Linked DNA regions of Sus scrofa: regions 1 and 3 are each linked to region 2. Evidence: chromatin contacts called from public HiChIP or PLAC-seq and promoter capture Hi-C data. All regions are on one chromosome and are shown on one strand. The core of a region is the stretch at or near the end of the contact, and the rest is flanking DNA. Distances in the headings are between cores, read along the strand shown.

Region 1 (2,700 bases), core at 15-2,514, 330 kb before region 2:
TCATCAGCATCTGTGTGCGCATGCGTAACTCTGTAGCATAGACCATCTAATCAAATGTATGTTACCCCATAAGGAAGACAAAGGGGCTAAAATGTAAAGGGGCAACTAATGAAGGGTATATAAAGCTACGCCCCCCTGCGCTCTCGGCTCAGCCGATGGATATGAATCCTGAGCCGGTGCAGGCACAAATAAACACTGCTTCCTGGCAATAAGCCTCGGTCCCATCTCTCTGTACGCAAGTCCGCCAACAGAAAAGGAAGCAGAGGAAATCGGCTCCTCCCAGTTTCCTCTGATTAGGGAAACCTTCCAAAACAAGGTTAAGAGTAGAGAGCTATTCAGAAGACAGTTGAAAACGCTTGTTAAACCAGAGAGAAGGTTGTTTCAGGCGCAAGAAATAGAAAAGAGAATAATAATATATAATAATGCTAGATATCAATCTGCCCCTAATCCATTAAAGCTAAACCAAGCTCCTTAACGCTGCCTAAGTCTTCACTCCTATCGACCGTCCTCATTCTTTATACTTTTGAACCTCCTCATCTGCAAACTAAATGATTCCTCCTCAGCCAGAAAGAAAACCCAGAATCGGGCAAAATACAAGCACTCCAAAGGCGTGGACAGGGCTCAACGGCAGTAGTAAATGGCCGCAGTAAAATGACTCAAGCCGGATCAAGCTGAGTCAAATACTGCAAGTATATACCATGACCGCACCAAACACCTTTAAAAGGAGTACGAAAACAGGCTCGCAAACTGGGGCTGCTGAGTTTGGAAAATGGCAAGTGACTCAGGAGAGACCAGAGCAATTACAATAATTAACTTTAACTCCAGAGGTTGGGTTTGTATTTTTATTCTTTTTTAATCCTTTTTCATCCTTGTGCTCTCAAATGACCTTAAAAGGTCCCGGGCACCGGAGCGGCAGTTCGCCCAGGCCGGACGCCTAGCGCTGTCACCTCGCGGGACGCACCTCGTGGCCGGGCGGGGGGTCGAGACTAGCCAGAGCTACGGCCGGGCAGCCCTGCGCGGTCCAGCCAGGGGCCTCAGTGACCGGGGCAGGCCCTTCCCCAGACCGCTCGGCCGAGGGAAAAGCCCCGCAACAGCCCCCCGCTCAGAACCCGCACACCCCGGCCGCGCCCGGGTAGGGGGCCCCTTTTCAAACGGCTGGAAACGTCCAACAGCTACGCGACCCCTGCCGAGCGACGCCGGCCCCGCTCACTCACCGCCCATCCTCCTGCTCCGCCAGCTTCACCCTCAAGCTCAAACCACAGAACCCTACTCTCCCCACGCCTCTTCTGACGCACTTCCCTGCAGAGCCCGCCCCCTCCATAACTCCCGCGCCTCCGCCTCCGCCTCCACCCCGGGCTGGGCCTGGCCACAGAGCCGAGGGGGCTTGTGGGAGTTGTAGGAGGGACAGAGGAAAAGCAGCGAGAGGCAGCGGACGGCATTCCCGGCGCCGCGCGCGGCGAGTTGTGGGAGGTGTAGTTCGGCTCCGGAGGGGCAGTCGGTACGCGAAAGGGAGGTCTGGGCTGTTGGATTCTTATTTTTTACTGAGGAAGGAACGAACGTCCACCAAGTAAGGCGACCTGCCTGGTCACTGATACTCATTAGTTGTGACTTTATGAGTCGGATTTTCCAATCTTGTGTTTTCCTCACCACTACCCTACTTGTGAACAGCAATGAGATTATACTTTCGAGATGATAACCCATTGACTTACTCTCTCACAACCTCGCTCTCATTGCACCAGATAGTCTTTCTGATTTTATTGCTTAAGTTTAGACTAAGAAGGATGTAATCTGACAGACAGTATCCAACTAGCATGTAATGGCATCCTTTGGGTTTCATACAATTTTTGTTTGTTGGCTGCTTTCTCTTTATGGCAAGTGATATTTTCTATTGTAGTAAAGCACCCTTTTAAAATTAATTACAGTTAGTTAAAGAAAAACATTAAGTTAATGCTGAGAGTCCCAGATATGTCAAAAAAAGTGAATAAAAAATTGTTTATATAGTATGAAAAAGACTGAATTTTTGAGAACATTGCCTTAAGCAGAAAGAATCATGCACAACCTGAGAGACTGCAAATGACTTTATGGCTCAGAGAAAACAAAATGAGCCTTCAAGTATTGCATATAAATTCACAGACAGAAAGCAGGGACATCTCTGTAGTGATGTGTATAGACCCATGAATGTGGCATGAGACCAGCAATGATAGGTTTCTCAACAGGTACCTACAGAGACGGCCAACTCAAGGACCAGAGGTGCTGTCAAACCCTACTTCACCCCTCAAATGCCTTCAAATTTAGCTACAGAACAGGAGAAAGGTGGGAGCCCCAGGCTGATACTAAATTTCTACCACCCTGACAGACTGAAGACATAGCTATCTGTTTCTCTATCTTTAGCTATATTTCTTTTGCCTAAGTTGAACTGCTATTCATATCTAACACATAAGTAAAATAAGGTAATAGAATATAATATTCAAATATGACTGGATTTTCATGTAGAATACCTTGCCAGAGGAGAATTGTCAGAGGAACCAACCAGAGAAAATGGTAGCAGTGCACAGTAAATTGTTAATTTGCATTTAGAGCCCCTCCATGCATTTATTCACAAGGAAATGGCTATATACATTGACCTTCTCTAGAAATTCCCTACCTTCAGAACTATATCTCTAGTGAAGTTACAATACATCCAGGTTAAAGAGAAGTTTA
Region 2 (2,700 bases), core at 109-2,608:
CTTTCACAAAAGATTATCACCACCTGCCTTTCCTGGGTTTAAGATGCTATTTAATTACCTTCCCGTTCTACTCTGCCCATCTATCCATTTAGCTTAACTTGAGGGGAGGTGCTACATCTCCAAAACTTCTCCTTTTCCTCCAAAAGATGTTCCTCAGAAGAACCCAAACCCAAAAGGAGGACTTCACAGCGGGCAGGGTTTCACCTCCTTTTCAGAAAAATGAATGGGCTTCCCAAAAAGTAAAGCCACGCCAACTTGGGGGACACAGACAGCCCACCTTTGCAACTCAGTTAAGCGGGTGCCAAACCAGGTCTGGCCACTCACCGAAGCGCACCGCACCTCCCCGGCGCGCCTGCAGATTCTGCTAAAGGCCGGACACACACCACCCCGAGGCTCCCCCCAACCCCCCCCCCCGCCCCTGGGGCTCCGCGCACTAGTCGGGAACCGCTCACCTTGCTGGGCTCCGGCGTCCTCGAGGAGCAGGAGCAGGATAAGTAAGAGGAGGAGGAACAGAGGCATGGGGAAGGAGGAGGAGTTGGACCGGGGAGGGAGGGGGTAGGAGCGGGAGAGGGGGAGCGCGGCCCGGGCGGGGGCGGCGGCCGCGGCCCGGACTAGAAAAAGAAGAGGGTTATGCCCAGCTCTCACCATCGCCCGGCTCGCCATCCGCCTGCATAGTGCGGGCGCCCCGGAGCCGCGGCACCGGGCGAAGAGTCAAAGGCAGCGGCGGGAGAGCAAGAGGCTGCGCGCGCTTCGCCCCGCGCCGGGAACCCCCTCCGCCCCTCACTCTCCGAAACCTCCTCCTCCTTCGTCCCTTCCCTCCACTCCCCGCCCCAAGACCCCAGGCCGGAGCGCGAGGGAGGGGAGGGAAGGAAGCGGAGTGCTCTAGTCGCAGAAGGCGGCGGCGGCTGCGGCAGCTGAGCTGGGGTACGCGCCTCCCGCGCAGCTTTCCTCAACCCGACTCCTGCCCGCCGCACTAGCCCGGGGTTCCGGCTAGCTGGCTGGCAGACAAGCCGCCAGCTCCCTCGCGCTCCCTCTCGCGCTCGCTGGCCACGCCTGCACAGCCCGCCACAGCCAATCCGCAGTCGGCTCTGGTCCGTCTCCCTCTGCGTTACCCAATCAACGCGCTCTCTCCTTGGTCGACCCGTTAGCTCCCCAGCCCACTCCTAGAGCTCCACCGCCCCTCATCTCTCTCCTCCAATCCCTTACGGCCTTGGGAAGCGTCCCACCCGCCTCCCCCAATCCGGGTTCCGCCCCCAAGTTTGGGCCCCCCGGCGGCCCCCACCCGGCCCGCGCGCCTGTTATTGTTGGGACTGCAGCCCGAGCTGATCCCGCTGAGGCTGCCGCTCGCTCTGGTCAATGACTTCCGGGACGTCCCCCATCCCGCTCCCCCTGCTCCTCCACCCTAGCTTGCTGTTCGCTCCTCCCCCGCCGCACATCAGGCCACTGGAAGGGGTGGGAAACCTGAATCCTGGCTGGTTTTTGCTGGGAGCTGAGTCTAAGGGACTTTATTTATTTATTTATTTATTTATTTATTTATTTATTTATGTAAATAGCAGAATATGTTATTAAAGCTGTAGCTAATTGTTACATCAACTCCGAGTTAGAACAGATAAAGTGTTCGATTTTTAAAATATATGTATTTTCTGTTTCCTGTGCATTTTACTATATTTACTGTACGAGAGGGGCAAAAAGTACATTAACAAGAACCAAACCCCTAAAGCAATTTAAACCTAACATCCTAACATCCACTGAGCCATTCTACCAAGATTGAACACCTGCTGTCTACCTACAAACCCTGTGTAGCCCTAATGAGGAAATCTTCCAGGATCTTGTATTGGGACAGAGATGGAAAAGATCATGAAAGTCAGAATAAAATAAATACTAGTTAGAGTCACAAGTAATTTGATGGAAACTGTAAAGACATGCAGTGACAAAAAGAACTGGTCTTGGCAAAGGGGAATCCACAGGATTTGTTTGTTTTAAGAGAAATGTGCCATCCTGGATATTCTTAGCATGGCCCTCTGAGAGGAGGTTAGTGTTATTAACAAATACAGAAAACTGGAATGGTGGGTCAAGTTGTGTGAGCAACTGAGTTATTTTGGACATCCTGAGTTTGGAATGTCCTTCACAGCTATAGCTATGTGAAGTTATATAACAGGCAGGTGGACATTTTAGTCTAAAGCTCAGGCTGAAGAGTACCTTGAAGTTATGGGTGAGGCTCATAAGCAGATGTCATTTCAACACTATGGAAGAGGCTGATATCCTCAAATGAAAATCTCAGCATTCAAAAGGACTTTGGAGGTCATCACTTTCAACTCCCCTGCTGACTCCTTATGCATTAAACACTTCTACCAGATTTATTCAAAAAGTATTTATTGGATGCTTATTTAACCTACTATGCTTTAGGCCTAAAGGAGACAGTAGGCACATGCAGTTCAATCAGAGGAGCCTACATTTTGCAGGAGGGGCAAACATGTAAACATCCATTGTTGTCAGTGCCGTGTTGGAGGTATGGGCTGATGTCAAATACCAGAGTGGAAGGAGTTCAAGGAACCAGTCATGGACATGAAACTCCAGCTGAGTCCTGAGTGAGGGCACAAAGTGAGGAAGGTGATCTCAGACCAGAGGCAAAGTAGGCTGGCTCACCAGCACCACAGTGAATGATGTACATGTAGCTGATGGGGTTAACTATTGCTGACT
Region 3 (2,778 bases), core at 115-2,614, 270 kb before region 2:
TAATAAAATAAATGTGGCATATCACAGCCCAAAATCAGCTAATGAGAAGTTGTTGTTAGTATTCCCAGGTAAGAAGAATCAGAAATACTTTAAATTTATGACCAAGATGTAGGGTTCCACTGCATAGGCAATAACATGGTCATGAATATAGGACTCTGTAAAAACTTGGTTTTAATACTGAAGTATTTTGCCAGTGGAGGTAAAGATTTTCCTGGCAGGCAATCTGATGGCGCATCTGGCAGAACTACTGACAAGCTGAATCAAATACTTCTTGCACAACCTGGGGAAAGGACATAAGGACACAGTAACTCCCTCAGCTGGAGGAGACCAGAGACCGGCTTACACTTAGTAAAGAGGAGCTAGCTTTTTTTTTTTTTTTCCCAGCTCCAAAGGAGATAGGGTAAACGCACCCAGAGAAGCAGATGAAATGTGAAAAAAAATCTATGCTCAATTACAACCTAGGACATCCAAGTTTGTTGGCTAAAAGCGACCTACTGATTTCTACGGAAAATGCCATTATAAAATTGAGAAGATTTAAAAAATGTCCAGTACTAGAGTGACAGCCGATCTAGGTCCACAAATCCAAGCTGAGGGCTGATGACCCTGTCAGTGTCAGTCTTTTTAACTGTGTCCCTTTTAACCCAGCAAAGGCTGTTACAGGTACCCTTTCCTTACTTCCATCCCCTATTCTGAGTCATTTACTACCAGCCTGACCTCTTTTCCCTATCTCCACCTCCCTCTAGGGGCCGACCTCCTCACCTTCTTTCCTCTCCCACCGATCCACAGAGAAGCGGGCACCCCCATCCACCTGTGCCAACGCCTGGCACACCTGGGCCTGGGTCTCCAGTATCAACAGCTCCATCTTGGTTTTCATGTCCTCCGGCCTAGTCCGCAGCTCGCTCAGGTCAGTCACAGGCGGGGCCATGAAGCAGCTGCAGCGGCGGGCTAGTTCGTCGTCGTCTTCCTCCGGTTTCCCGGGCAAGGTGCTCGGCGTCCCCGAGCTCTTGCGCACCATCTCCGCACGCTCCACCTGCCCGAAGGCGGCAGCGGCCAGCCCTGCCAGCCCCGCTAGCCCCGCCGCCACCCCGGTCCTCAGCCGGGGGCTGCCTCCCGTCGTGGGGCCGTGCCCCAGCCCGCGGCTCTGCTGGGGGCAAGTGGTGCCAGGCGGCCGGCAGAGGCGTCCCACAGCATAGCGCCGGGACCAAGCGCTTAGCTCTCCGCAGCCGGCACGCGCCGCACGCCAGCAGGGGCCCGCGCTCAGCCCGCCCAAGTGCATAGCCCCGCTCCCGCGCTGTCACCCCGGACAGTGCCCGCCTCCCAGAGAGCGGCCCTTGTGCTCCCTGGGGTCCTAAAGAGCGAGCAGCGCCGGGTGAAGGAACTTTTGCGGGAGAAGAGCTACTACCGGGTCGGCTTGCCAGCGGCAGGCGGGAGGCGGGGGATGCCGGGAGCTGTAGTTCTGTCTCCTATCGCCGCCTGCAGGGGCGCACCCGGGAGATAAAAGAATCCACCGCCGCCAGAAGGGCGGGTCCCACGGGAAGAGAACCGGGTGGCGGTGGTAGGAGAGGGCCGTGGAAGCGCTGGAAGAGATAAAAGAAGCCTTCTTGTCACGTACAACCTCTGGTCTGTGGTTCAGCCAGCCACAGGGAGAAGGCAAAGTAGGGCTGGACGGACTGAGGACTAACCTGGGCAGAAATATGCCCAGAGACTCCTGCCCTGACTTACAACTTTTAAACAGCATTGCAAATTCTGGTTCTTTTTATGTATAGAAGGTCCCGGATCCAGTCCTCTAAATCTTCTAAAATTGGTAGGATTGGTGGGGGCGGAGCCTGGGAAACTCCTAACCTATGGGCTAGTTTTTCAAAGGAGTCAGAAAAGCTAATGAAAATGGTCCTAAGAAAATCCTAGGAAAAGATTTTCTGCGATCAACACCATAGCACATTTCTATCATTAAAATCTTCCCAGGCCTTGCTCCTACAGTGTACAATTGATTGTTCTAGCAATAGGAAAAGCAAAAGTGTTTTTCTAAACCAGCATAAAACTCATGACCTGTTGTATTTGGGTGATCGAGGAATAAGAAACTTTAAAATATTTATCATCCTGCAGTTGTAGGGTGCTGCCAAATATATCTCACGTTTAATACTCCCAATAACTCCTGTAAACTAGGCAGGACACACTCCTCCTTATTCCCCAAAACACATGAGCGCAGGCGCGCGCGCACACGCACGCGCACACACACACACACATGCTTTTAAAGAAATGAGAAACGAAGCTAACATAGATTTCATAGTTGTTGTTGTTTTTTTCCCCTGTAACCGTACCACAGTTCCATGTTGTCTGCATATGAGTGTAAGAACAATTGTCATGGGCTCCTTTGTCCCTTAAATCTCCAGGATGATTTTCATTTCAAGCAGCAGATAATTATTTAAGCCACCAGTGGTAGTTTCTACAAGCTTTTTCTTAGTGGCTAGATGTAATTATGGAACTTCCATGGCTACATGTTTGACCAGTTGTTTAGGGCAGTGTATTTTATCCAATTACAGCAGCATCTGGCAGCTCTCACATGGGAGCAGAGTGTTAGCTGGGTGGGCAAGCCTAACTCTCTAGAGATTCAGTAAATGGTAAAAGCTTAGATTAAGAAGTGATTAAACTGCTTTGGAGGATGCTTTACCTGTGAGACTGAGTTGGCAAAGGAAATATAAAAACTACCATTCTAGAATGTGGCCACTGCAAGGAATGTGGGGACTGAGTGAGCACTAAGAGGGGACCAAACCCAGCCCA

The links. Promoter capture Hi-C pulls out the DNA fragments that hold promoters and counts their contacts. HiChIP or PLAC-seq counts read pairs in DNA pulled down with a chosen protein or histone mark.
Region 1: a contact with region 2 is called in an H3K27ac HiChIP or PLAC-seq map of alveolar macrophages. The contact joins the promoter of CLDND1 here to the promoter of DCBLD2 in region 2. A contact is called at or near these places in 2 of 5 promoter capture datasets (fetal liver and liver), 1 of 47 Hi-C or Micro-C datasets (heart right ventricle) and 2 of 2 datasets of contacts at active chromatin or transcription factors (alveolar macrophages and skeletal muscle).
Region 3: a contact with region 2 is called in a promoter capture Hi-C map of liver, with 2.5 times the contacts expected there. The contact joins the promoter of CPOX here to the promoter of DCBLD2 in region 2. A contact is called at or near these places in 3 of 5 promoter capture datasets (fetal liver, fetal skeletal muscle and liver), 1 of 47 Hi-C or Micro-C datasets (embryonic fibroblasts) and 2 of 2 datasets of contacts at active chromatin or transcription factors (alveolar macrophages and skeletal muscle).

Annotation. Positions count from the first base shown.
Region 1 is chr13:160,396,088-160,398,787 of Sscrofa11.1, reverse strand. CLDND1 (claudin domain containing 1) reads right to left here and starts at 1,264. Exons shown (of 5, transcript NM_001243498.1): 1 at 1,215-1,264.
Region 2 is chr13:160,062,400-160,065,099 of Sscrofa11.1, reverse strand. It overlaps DCBLD2 (discoidin, CUB and LCCL domain-containing protein 2), which reads right to left and starts at 1,358. Exons shown (of 16, transcript XM_021070662.1): 1 at 453-1,358. The coding sequence starts at 663.
Region 3 is chr13:160,331,022-160,333,799 of Sscrofa11.1, reverse strand. It overlaps CPOX (coproporphyrinogen oxidase), which reads right to left and starts at 1,364. Exons shown (of 7, transcript NM_001243844.1): 1 at 760-1,364. The coding sequence starts at 1,276.